Regions from separate parts of the Mus musculus genome. Here region 1 is linked to region 2. Evidence: chromatin contacts called from public HiChIP or PLAC-seq data. All regions are on one chromosome and are shown on one strand. The core of a region is the stretch at or near the end of the contact, and the rest is flanking DNA. Distances in the headings are between cores, read along the strand shown. Region 1 holds the start of Cars2 (cysteinyl-tRNA synthetase 2 (mitochondrial)(putative)). Region 2 overlaps Col4a2 (collagen, type IV, alpha 2).

Region 1 (6,180 bases), core at 3,426-5,925, 130 kb after region 2:
AATGAGATAGCAGCTGCCCACTGTGGAGCTGGACACAAGAGAAGTCTCATGAGGGGTTTCCACACATGTTCCAAGGGGCAAAGGTCTCCCAAGACTCCTCTGGGAGGCCTGTTCCCACCACTGAGGTCAGCTTCCCTTCAGACCTCCACCAGATTCAAGATAAGAAAATCAAAGCCGGGTGTGGACCTTTAATCCCAGCACACAGGAGGAGGAGGCAGGTGGAGCTCTAGGCCAGCCTGGTCTATGTTACAAGTATTCAGTCTCAAAAATAAAGGAGGAAAGAGAGGCTGTGGGAGGTATTAATGTCCCACAGGCTTCAGAAACACAAAGGACTGGACAGTTTCACAGTAACCCTCAGGTGTGAAAATGAGCAGAAAGTTCCAGAAGAGCAGCGGGTGTGGTAGCTCACACCTGTAATCCCGGCTCATGGAAGGTGGGAGGTTGAAGGGTGGAGTTTAGAGTTCAAGGTCATCTTCAGCTACATAGAGAGTTAGGAGACATGTTGGGCTATATGAAACCTTGCAAAAAAAAAAAAAAAAACAAAAACATAACACAAAACAACACAACACAGGCTGAGCAGTGGTGGCATAAAACTTTAATCCCAGCACTCAGGAGGCAGAGGCAGGCAGATTTCTGAGTTTGAGCCCAGCCTCTTCTACAAAGTGAGTTCCAGGACAGCCAGGGTTAAACAGAGAAACCCTGTCTCAAAAAAAAAAAAAAAAAAGAAAAGAAAGAAAAAAAAAAAGAGAGAGAGAAAGAGAAAGAAAAACTAAACCCAAAACAAACAAACAAAAATCCCACAAACATTTCAGAAAATGTCTCCTCACTGAAAAGGGAAAGCCCTCTGGTGATAGTGGCATTCAGGGCACAATGCCCAATCAGTGGAAGAACCCAGAGAGCCCCTGACCTCATGCTTGCTTCCTGGGATAACTACCTCTCTCCCACCAAGTCTTCAGAGCTGGTGTGGGGCCCAGACCGAGGAGGCAGTCAACCTGTGCGGAAAGACATGCTCTCTGCAGCAGGCCTCAAGTAGAGGCCATGCATGCACACCATAAGAAGGCCCTGCCTGCACAGAGCTGAAGTCAGAAGCCTGGGGCTATGGGCCCACTCCAAGGCCCACACCATCCGTGGCTCTGGGTTCCCAAGACTGTGATGGTGAGGGACACATATGCACCTCCTGGTGGTCAAGAGACAAGACTGCAGCACTCCCTAGGCGAGGCTGATCTGAGCTACAGAGGCCAACCTGGGCGACAGGATAAGAGCTTGTGTCTAACAGCAAAACAAGAGAAATGTGGAAATGAGGCATCGGAACACAGGGGTGTCCAAGGCCAGAGTCAGGGCCCAGGGGGTCTTGGTAGAGCTGGAGTGAGGCACTCATCACAGGGAGGGACGGGGACAAGGGTCAGAGGACAGTGGACACCCCTGGAGGGGGTGCTTCTCCGCTCTCCACTGACTTAACTTCCCTCGGTGGGACCTGCCACCATCTCGGTCTGGTTTTTTTTTTTTTTTTTGGAGAAGAGTCTTCGGGACACATAAAGGGTCACAAGTACTAGGAATACATGAAAGTAGCCTCGGCAGGGAACGGCCGCTCAGCCACCGGCTTGCCGGTCAATGTGAGGGAGGCTGCTTACCTCGTTAGCTCTCTTGATTATTTTGTCATCCACGTCGGTAATGCTCATCGCCATGACCACATTGCATCCAAACACTCTGGTCAGGATCCTCCGGATAATGTCAAATCTAACATAGGAGCTGAAAGAAAAACACTGCCAGGCTGTCTTCAACACACAGAATCAACGGCGTTAATTTACTTATTCTATTTTCTGGCTTCTCGACACAGAGTTTCTCTGTATCTGTGCAGCCCTGGCTGTCCTGGAACTCACTCTGTAGACGAAGCTGGCCTCGAACTCAGAGATCCACCTGCCTCTGCCTCCCAAGTGCTGAGATTAAAGGTGTGCGCCACCACTACCTGACCAGTATTTTATTTTTAACCTAGTTTTTTTGTTGTTGTTTTTTGGTTTTCCATACAGGGTTTCCCTGTATAGCCCTGGCTGTCCTGGAACCAGGCTGGCCTCAAACTCAGAGAGACCTGTCTGCCTCTGCCTCTCAACTACTGGGATTAAAGGTGTGCGCCACCATTGCCCAGCTGTTAAAAATTATGTTATTTTTGATTATCTTGTTTTATTTCATGTGCATGTATTTTGCCTGTGTGTATGTATGTGCACCATGTGTGCATCTGACGGTTGTGAGCCATCATGTGGGTGATGGGAGGAACTTAGTTCATCTATAAACAAGTACTCTGAGCATTACATCATCTCTCCAGGACACAATGTTTACTACTGCTACTATAGTGTCTGTGGTATGAATGCTCTGTGTGTGTGTGTGTGTGTGTGTGTGTGTGTGTGTGTGTGTGTATGTGTGCCTCTCACACACACAGGAGAGGCAGATGTGCAGAATGTATGTTGAGGTCAGAGGACAGTTTTCGGGGCTTGGTTCTCTCCTTTCACCAAGTGAATCTTGGGGATCAACCTCAGGTCATCAGGTTCTTACAAGAGGTGCCTTTACCCAGGGAGCCATCTTGTGGGCCCCATCAGCTTTATTCTTGAAAAGAAATGGGTTACAGTATAACACGCTACTATGTAACTTCCAAACAGTGTTCTACAGTTGATGCTTGGTTCATAGGGAACTAAGCCAAGTACTTTCTTACAAACTGGGTCCCACCTGGAGGCCCAGAAGGGCCTTGTGAGACGCAACAAAAGCAATCACATCAGTTTGGGACACTGTATTGCCTTTTTTAAGATTAAAGCTGTTGGATGAGTTTGCATGTATTTAAGTGTGTAAAAAATCCTGATACAAAACTCAATGTCAAGACTGTTTTGTTCTTGTTGCTTTAGGTCAGGGTTTCTCTGTGTAGTCCTAGCTGTCCTGGAGCTTGCTCTGTAGACCAGGCTGGCCTTGAGCTCACAGAGATCTACCTGCCTTTGCCTCCAGAGCTCTGGCATTAAAGGTGTGCGCCACCACTGCCAAGCAACAAGAGCTTTTTACCACTCTTGTTCTCTCGGATTGTCCCCACTACCCCAGTGCTGGAGGCAGAGACAGGTGGACCCTGGGGACGAGCTTCCCGGCCAGCGTGGCCTGTTTGTGGACTTCCAAGGCAGTGAGAGATTCTGTCTCAAAACAGACAGAAGGTAGCACTTGAGGATGACATCTGAGGATGTCCTCTGGCCTCCACACTTGCGTTTCATTTAGGTCTAAAAATACCCAATTAAGGATGCTGGCGAGATGGCTCAGTGGTTAAAAGCACTGACTGCTCTTCCTAAGGTCCTGAGTTCAAATCCCAGCAACCACATGGTAGCTCACAACCATCCGTAATGAAATCTGATGCCCTCTTCTGGAGTATCTGAGGACAGCTACAGTGTACTTACATATAATAAATAAATAAATCTTTTTAAAAATACCCAATTAAAACTGTGCAAGAGTCAGGCAGTAGGCGTATACCTTTTATCTCAGCATTCCAACAAAGACAGGGACATCTCTGAGTTTGAGACCAGCCTGGTCTATAAAGTGAGTTTCAGGACAGCCAAGACTACACAGAGAAACTCAGTCTCAAAAACAACAAACAAACAAAAAAGTGCAAGACAACAACTAAAATATCAAGAGATGGGAAATGTCAACAAATACTGCTCCAATGCTCCCTGGAGTCTAGCAAGACAGTATTCGGTCAGTGGGTCAGTGGTGGAGCACTTAGAACACTTGGGGGCGCTGTGCTAAGCGGCACTTCATAGACATTTCCAGAAACTGCCATGAAGATGTCATGTTGTCATTTCTGTCTTCACTCAAAATAAGAACCATGATTCCAGCAAGAATGTGATCCGTCCAAGACCAGGCAATGATCCCCCACTGTTGGATTCGGGTCTCTGGACCAACCTTAGAAACATCTAATTCGCAAACGGGTCACTCTCTATTCCTTCACAGTAACTCCAATGGGTATGCAACTCCAAACAGCTATGAAGACCAAAGAGACCAACATTCCGGTGTCTCACAATTCCCAGAATGCAATCATCACTCAGTTCACTTAACAGATTATAAAACAAGCTAACAGTTTACTCTTTGCACAATAAATAACCCTCTGACTTTGTCAAAGGTTCAAATCTAGGAAACTCACCAAGCATGGCCAAGATGTGCATGGTCGTACACAGTCGGTCCACAGCTATACCTGGGAACATATTAAGATCCACCATGTGAGATATGTAAAAGGAGCCCTAAGTCTTCCTTAACAACCTTCACTGAACACGCGCGGTGTTTAAGTGACGCTCGGGAGACCACGTCAGGCTTTCAGAATTGACTTGCCCCTGCGCACCTTCCCGCCCCGCCTCGCTCCGCCCTGCCTCTCCCGGCGCACGCACCAGGAGACTGCGTCCGAGCGGGCCACTATCAGCGGCTCCTTCCTGCCAGTGAGGCTGTTATGCACCTGCACGCCGGTGTCCTGGCCTTGCGGCCGTTGCCATGACCGCCCGCGCCGCCCGAGACCCAGCGCGGCCCGGAGCAGCAGAGCGCCGGGCCCAGGCCCGCGCGCCCGCAGCATATTGGGGACAGATCCAGCGAACAGGCGGAAGGCAAGATCCTGCAGGCCAGGCCCAGCCGGGCGAACCAGAAGCCACGCCCGTTCCTCATGGGGCTCCGCCCACTCCCGGAAGAGGCTACACTCTGCCTGAAGTCTGGCAATATTTAGGCATTTGGGCACGGTGGCAGCGGAAGAGAGGCGGGAACTTCGAACCCTTCCCCATTTTAGCGCAGATCTCCTCGCCTTTCCTTATGGGTAACTTGGGCTCGGTGTACATCATTGTGTCTGCTGCTGGGACCCGGTGTGCCCCGCAATATGTACCCAATCTCAGCACACCACTCCAACACACTATACACCATCCCGCGGTCATCATGTCCTCATTTAAACACCTCAATATGTGCGCCTTAACACACCCTGTACCCCATCATACGTACAGCATATCTGCAAGTATGTACCTTGCCACAATCAGTACGTGTAGATCAATACTACATACCAAACTGCTGTCTGCAACCCTGTACATGCAGTATTTGTGTACTTCTTACTGTTCTATGGGCTTAGAATGAAAGAACCACACCAGGAAATGATCCTTTCCTCAAGAACCTGTAACTGGAAATGCCTGTTGGAGAAACGACTGCCCTTCCAGAGGACCCGGGTTTGAGTCCTAGCATCCACACGGCTACTCAAAAGTTTGTAATTCTTGTTCCAAGAGGGGCCAAGGCTTCTTCTGGACTCATCAGACACTACATGCATGTGGTCCGCAGACAGACATCCAGGCAAAAATACCGTTACACATAAGAATAAATCATTTAAAACTTTTTAGAGTCAAAATAGTGGCATCCATCGATAATCAAAGATTTTGGGAGAGAGATACAGGAGCAGCAATGAGTTCAAGACCTGCCTCAGCTGCAAGAGACCCTGCCTTAAAAACAAATGAAAACGAGAGCAGAAGTCTATCGTTCATCTCTTGAGGACTGTTTGGAGTTACATTCAAATTACCCCCACAAATGCACCCCTACTGGTGGCTTACAAAAGTAAAGAGTCCTTTGCTTGTCCAGTCAAGTCTGTCTGATACTAAGCATGCTCAGGTCTTTCAGTATTTTTGGTCTTCCCCACCCTTTTTTTTTTTTTTTTTTTTTTGGTTTTTGGAGACAGGGTTTCTCTGTGTAGCCCTGGCTGTCCTGGAACTCACTTTGTAGACCAGGCTGGCCTCGAACTCAGAAATCCACCTGCCTCTGCCTCCCGAGTGCTGGGATTAAAGGCATGCGCCACCACGCCCGGCCTCCCCCCTTTCTTTGATGCTCTCTTGAAAGGCAAATGATTAGGCAGACATGTTGTTCCCTACTTTTTTCCTGAAAGTTCTGTCCTCTAACTGCTTGCCCGAAGCTAGACTTCCAGGTAATACAGACTGTGTTCTATGCACTATGGTAGTCAAATTCGTGGTCTCCAAATGTCCCAAGTTCTCCAGGAATATCATTCTTCCTCACAGTTACCTGCCATCGTGGCAGTTTGTCATTGTAAATGTGTGTGCACTTATTTGTCTCACTTCTATGGCAATGTGAACTTCTCTTTCTGTACCCTGCACCCCAGTTGCTGAGCAACGGTTTCACTCAGTAGCCCAG
Region 2 (6,301 bases), core at 719-3,218:
TGTGTGCTGCGGTTGCTGGAAGCCAGAATGCTTAGTCATTCAGAGAATCGGAGCGAACATTGATGCCAGCTGTCTTTCGGGGTGAAAGGCTCTGCTGGCGCCATTTCTAGTACAGCTGACTGAATCAGCTATTGGCTTCTTCGTGGAAGTCATGCTGAGATCTCCCACGTCCCAAAAAATGTATTTAAAATTATGAATGAATTACGTAGAAGAAAACAACCCAGGGGAGAGACAGAGGTCGAATCTACACGGCTCAACTGTGCCTTCATAAAGGCCTTACTAACTCCCAAGAAAGACATCTCTCTTTGTCCTTGGTGCAGGTTTTAAATGGCAATTTTGTCCTTGGTGACAGGTCTCTAGTTTTAAGTGTTCATAGAGTCCAGGTGATAATCCTTCTATTTACGGTCTGCTTTTCTCTCTGTCTGTCAGGAGGGCTTGACAGTTTAGGCTAGAGCCCAACCCAAACCTAAGCATCTCCTGGAGGGGTTCCACGGGCACATAGGCAGTGCCTGTGCGGAAAGGCTTTCCTCGGCTCCATAGTACCTGTCCACTATTCCTATCTCTGGATACTTTGTAGGACTTCTCAGTGGCCCCCTCTCCCTCTCCCTCTCCCTCTCCCTCTCCTTCTCCCTCTCCTTCTCCCTCTCTAACTGCTTCTCTCTCTCCCTCCCTCCCCCACCTCTCTCTCTTTGTCTCTCTCTGCCTGTCTCTGTCTCTCTGTCTCTCTCCTCTCCTCTCTTCCCCTCTCCTCTCCTCTCCTCCCCTCCCCTCCCCTTCCCTTCCCTCCCCTCTCCTTTCCTCTCCTCTCCTCCCCTCCTTTCTCCTCTCCTCTCTTCCCCTCTTCTCTCCTCTCCTCTCCAGTGGGAACGCAGCCCTGTGAAAACATCACCATTCCTCCTCTGTACTCTGAGCTACAGCCATGAAACTTCTCACTAGAATCAGCAGCACTGGGTCTCAAGAATGCCCAGAGCGGAGCTGCAGATCTCCACGCTGTCACTCTCCTCTTTGACCCACACATTCCCTGGTACCACTATTCCTCCATAGCGTCTGTACTTGAGCCAGGAGTCTCTGGGCACCTCACTCTCCACACTGGACTCACAGTGTGTGGTGCAGTCTCTCTCCTTAAAACACTTCAGGACTCCCGTTGCCCTTAGGAATAAAAGCCCAAGAGGGTCTTCTCCCCTCCTCCATGACAACACTCCTCCGTGTACCCTTTACACACTCCCTGGTCATGGCTCCATACTGTTAAGGGGCCATTTGGTCCCTCCGTTCCATTTCTGGAGAGCCCTTCAGCTCCCCGCCTGGCCAGCTCCCTCTGTCAGCCACAGTCCATGCCACTTCCTCAGAAGACCCCCCTGGACACCACCCATTCTAAATCAGCTGCTCCCAGCTTCCCTCTCACGGTGCTAGCTAGAATCTGAAACTTCACATTTGTTTGCTGAGCGTGTTAGCTGTGTCCCTGCATCTCAGCTGTCAGCTCGAGGCAGGCCAGCTTCCCAGTGCCAACACAGCTCCTGGCCTGCTGCCTGGCGTGGCTCAGGAGCTGGCTTGTGGTGGATGAATGAGTGAGTGAGAGACTGTGTTAGATGTGAGGCCAGATCAGATTACACAGAACAATGCCCGCTGGTCTCTTCTACAAATCTCTGCTTCCCTAGGCGCTCCCAAACCATCCCATGCCTTTGAAGTCACTGCCTCCTTATCCTTTCCTGTGTAGCCACAAGCACCTACCTTGTCCTGGGGTATTCGATGGAGCTATGACCACTACTAGATTTAGCAGCAATAAGGCTTGGTGGCTCATACCTGTCATCCTGACACCTGGGAGGCTGAGACCAGAGAGTCACCATAAGTTTGGGGCCAGCCTGGGCTACAGAGTAAGACAATGAGAAGCAAAGGAGTCCAGAGGTACTCAGCTACCCTGCAGCACAGCCAATCTCGCCTGGATACGCAGCCTTGGATCCACCACCAGATGGCAGTCTTCCCAAAGGCCTCTAAGAATTGTGAGGTCTTAGTGGAGTCTCATCTGGTCAATTGATATACATATGTGCAATTATTGGGGCACTGTAGTGACTAATAACTCTGACCTTTAGTGAAAAAAAAAGTGAACCTAGAAGAGGAATATTGGGGCCAAGGTCATTTAGTGAGGTCAACCATGCCCAGTACCAATTAGGAGAATTCCAGTTAGTTTCCAGGACCCCCATGTTTGCAGGTTTACATGTGTGTTCATGTGTGCAGGAGAAAGGAGAAATGGGGAGGTCTGAGAAGAGATGGGCATGCACTCCAGAAAGGGGACAGAGGGAGAGCTGAGTTTATCTTAATCCCACACCAACCCCCCCACCCCCCCACACACACACCTTGGGGGACATTCTCTGAGGCTGAGCAGAGATGCGCGGCCATCAGCAACATGGCTGAAAAGTCAAATTCTTCGTTTGGACTGAACGTTCCTCAAAAGCAAAGACATTGGTCTCGATACATTGGTAGAAAAGCTAAATTTGCAGGCTCTGGTCTCTGTTCCATCCTGAGGGACCATGGCCACATGGCTGTCCAAGCTTCTGTCTTGGAGGTGCTGGTGTGGGTCTGGAGATGCAAGGAGCTGGGGTAGACTTGGCTGAGAGGCTGCACTGGACCTGACTGATCTGGCCGACTCTCACAAATGCTTTTGTCCTGTGTGTTTTTCCGTAGGCTTCCTGTTTGGCCTGAAAGGATCAGAAGGGAGAGTGGGCTACCCGGGACCTTCAGGTTTCCCAGGAACACGAGGGCAGAAAGGATGGAAAGGTGAGGACTGCAGGGTGGGAAGGTCAGGATGGTGACCCCAACCTAGCCCCCATGTCACCTCCTCTTGCAAGTTGACCCCGCCCCCACCCTTCATTCACTTCTCTGAGGGTAAAGGATGGGCAGTCTGATCTGAAATCTGAAATGCTACAGAATCTGAAACTCTCTGAGAACCAATATGCCAATATGGCACAGCAAGTGGGGAATCCCACAGCTGGCATCACTCGCTGGGCCGCAGCCAAAGTGGCCACACCAAAACTTGTGGGTAAAGTTAACTTCGGGCTGTGTACAAGTCCTATGAAACACCTTATGTCTGGATGAGGACTACCCGTGACCTCAGCACGTATATGCAGCATAAAAGGCACTCTAAAGCCAGGCGTGGCAGCGCACGCCTTTAATCACAGCACTCAGTGTCTTCTCCCACCAGCCCCTCCACCTGTCCTCTACCCCTGCTAGTCCAAGCCCAGCTTAACGCATGCAACCCTGTCCTAATCACGACAGGTGAAGCTGGAGACTGCCAATGTGGCCAGGTCATCGGGGGTCTTCCGGGACTGCCAGGACCCAAAGGTTTTCCCGGTGTCAATGGGGAGCTCGGAAAGAAAGGCGACCAAGGAGACCCAGGCCTGCACGGTATCCCTGGGTTCCCAGGATTCAAGGTGAGAGAAGAGCGCCCCCTGCTGGCTAGGGTTACCTTGCAGCTGCCAGGTGCCGGTGCCTGAGGCGAGCCAAACATCGTTCACACACACTATCGGCTTTTTTTTTTTCCTAAGATGTGCTTTTGAAAACTTTAACCTGTTGGACTGAGATAGCGCAAGCCACTATGTAAGTTAGACATAAAGTTATCACTGGACCCAGAGGTTCCATTCCAGGCTGCAGAAAGGGACTGCAGCCCTGGGCCTTCTCAAGTATATGCACTGTGTGTGGAATGGCATTATACATAAGAGCCATTTTGTTTTATAGAAACATCCAAAATGCCCACTGTCTGATAGGTAGGAGAGAGAAAAAGTGCATGCCCACACTAAGGTATGCCGTCCTTCACAGGTGGAGCACTGGGCACACTGCTGTGTAGAGACACAGGTGCGCGTGCACATATGCACAGCCTCACCATGTCTCCCAAGCCAGCCTTCAACCCCTGGCAATGCTCCCATTTCTGCCTCCCTTACTCTGGGATGGCAGTGTGTGGCACCACAGCTGAATGTCCCTATCACTTAAGAATGACACTGTTTCATCTTAGTGCCTGTGATACTATGTTACGTCTTAGTGCAGGAGACCGTGCCAGTGTGATCGCAGATCGCAGATCTGCGGCTAGCCTAGGCTACATGAGCAAGACCCTGTCAAACACACATATACACACACAGCAAAAGGAAAATGAATGAATGTTTTAAAGACAGTGCCTCCCCTCTAAGTCTGAGTGTTGTTAACGTGTTCAGAAAAGATCCTGAACTGGAAGCCATATGCTCCATCCTGGAGAATCAAGTCAGCTGTTCGTCTGACTCATTCCTAGAAGCAAATGGATTTCACTCGGTGCCTCTGAAACCTATAAATAGCCCACGTGTGCCTACTGCCCTCCTGTGTGCACACAGCAGAGGGCTTTTCTCCAACCGCCTCTGGTTGTGTTTGTTGTCCTGAACTTAATTATATGTCTGTGTGTACAACAACCCTGTGTAAAAGGATCCCCTAGGATGTGTGTGTGTGTGTGTGTGTGTGTGTGTGCTGGGGGAGTAAGAGTGTGGGTCTGTGGACCTGTGTGATTGTGACCAGGAGGCTGATGGGATAGATGGATACAGATAAATGGGTTGTTGATTGGCCAAATGATGTGTAGGAATGCCTGGAATAGTGTTCTGTGATCGTGGCTGGTTATCTGATCAGCTAGTTGGATGGATGGATGGATGGTTGAGAGAGGGAGAAACTAATACATAGTTGGTTATCTAGATAGATTATACACTTGACTAGTTTGTTGGAGAAGATAGGTTGGTTGGCTGTTTATAATGATGGATGGATGGATGGACAGATGGATGGATAACGATTGACTGATTGGCTGGTTAGTTGTAGTATTTGTGCTGTATAGCCTGGAAGGGTGGTTGAGGCACAAGAGCTGGTCCATAAACACCCACTGAGCACCACTGTGTGTCTGTATGTGAGCAGCTGTTCTAAACCCAGAAGCGTTTCCCTTCTCAATAAGCCAAGTTCCCCTGGAATTCTCTAGCACAAGGCAGTCCACGAGCACATGTAACATTCCATTCAATTAAACCAACACTCAACAGTCCCCAACTCTTGCAAAGAGATAGTTAATCAAGATACACCACAAGTAACGCCTAGCACACAAAAGTCCAATCCCAGATCATTTCTACCCTATGGAGCTGCAGGGACCTCAGAGCCCTGAAGGAAACTGCTGTCTGAGGCATGTCTTCCCTCCACGTTGTCAGCCTCGCTTTGCAAAGAGAAGCTATTGTTCTCGATTGGTCACATCTAGATAGGAAGTGGCCGTGTCTTCTTTTACAGGTTTATTTATTTTTATTTTATGTGGTATGGGTGTTTTGCCTGTGTTTCGATGTGGAGAGAGAGAGAGAGAGAGAGAGAGAGAGAGAGAGAGAGAGAGAGAGAGAGTACAGTACCCACAAAGGCCAGAAGAGGGCATCAGATAAGCACCAAACATCTTAAGCATCTTTCCATCCCAATAAATGATCCTTCCTTCCCGTTATCCTACAGGTTCATTACCTGTTTGGATTCTAATGATCGTAACCACCTTCCTGAAGCCCACGGGCAGGGTTTCTTCCAGCCTTGTGGAGAGTTCTTTCCAGCAGGCAATTGTCCACAAAATGCATAACTCAAGATCCTTTAACAGTCTGAAGGAGGAAGAGACATCCGTGTGTTTCTGTCCACAGGGAGCCCCGGGCGTTGCTGGAGCTCCTGGACCCAAAGGAATAAAGGGAGACTCTAGAACAATCACCACCAAAGGTTAGTGCACTGTGACTGAGAGCTTCTCGGCTTAATTAACAATCTGTGTGGGTGTCCCTGGCTGGGTAGATTCACGTGCCAATCTTTACCAGGGGAGCGAGGACAGCCAGGTATCCCTGGTGTACACGGAATGAAAGGTGATGACGGCGTCCCAGGACGGGATGGGCTGGATGGATTCCCTGGCCTGCCTGGCCCCCCGGTAAGCTGTCGCCTCGCTCCAGCCAACCCGGCCCCACTCCTCAATTGCTTCCTGTTCTTTGGACATCTCGGGAGTCATGGACTTGCCCTTGGCTCTCACCCAGTGCCCAGGACAAGTCCATTCTGTTTTAGTCCGCGGACATCATGTCTTTAAAGACTAGTGAGTGAACTGGGAAGCACAGGGTGAACGCTTCAAACAGTGGAGGGACGTCCATTATGGTCTCTGTGGAATAGGCCCTGGGTGTTGTCAGGAGAGGGTCTTCCCTGTTCCCAGGCAGATCTTAGAGAGTTAGTGTCCCTCCATTTTCACAAATCTTGTGGGCTCTAGCAAGCTAGAGAGAATGACGTCATAAGGTAAGAACAAAATGGTGGGGCT

What was found. HiChIP or PLAC-seq counts read pairs in DNA pulled down with a chosen protein or histone mark.
Region 1: a contact with region 2 is called in an H3K4me3 HiChIP or PLAC-seq map of forebrain, with 2.6 times the contacts expected there. The contact joins the promoter of Cars2 here to the enhancer-like site in region 2. A contact is called at or near these places in 2 of 15 datasets of contacts at CTCF or cohesin (CD8 T cells and embryonic stem cells), 23 of 484 Hi-C or Micro-C datasets (B cells, the BV-2 cell line, the G1E-ER4 cell line and 11 more), 15 of 115 datasets of contacts at active chromatin or transcription factors (the 230-238 cell line, the SCID.adh cell line, T-cell acute lymphoblastic leukemia and 9 more) and 4 of 9 other capture datasets (adipose tissue, embryonic stem cells, liver and 1 more).

Annotation. Positions count from the first base shown.
Region 1 is chr8:11,546,096-11,552,275 of GRCm38.p6, forward strand. Cars2 (cysteinyl-tRNA synthetase 2 (mitochondrial)(putative)) reads right to left here and starts at 4,676. Exons shown (of 15, transcript NM_001359137.1): 1 at 4,404-4,676; 2 at 4,163-4,213; 3 at 1,632-1,749. The coding sequence starts at 4,582.
Region 2 is chr8:11,417,898-11,424,198 of GRCm38.p6, forward strand. It overlaps Col4a2 (collagen, type IV, alpha 2), which reads left to right. Exons shown (of 48, transcript NM_009932.4): 21 at 2,680-2,772; 22 at 3,271-3,425; 23 at 5,655-5,727; 24 at 5,820-5,926. Among named protein-coding and RNA genes, the nearest start is that of E230013L22Rik, 57 kb to the right of the region's middle. Within about 2 kb of position 1,969, at least 83 of the 459 cell types and tissues checked have an H3K27ac peak or open chromatin away from gene starts, as enhancers often do. A contact at or near this core is called in cerebral cortex, embryonic fibroblasts, forebrain and 2 more, where this site is marked.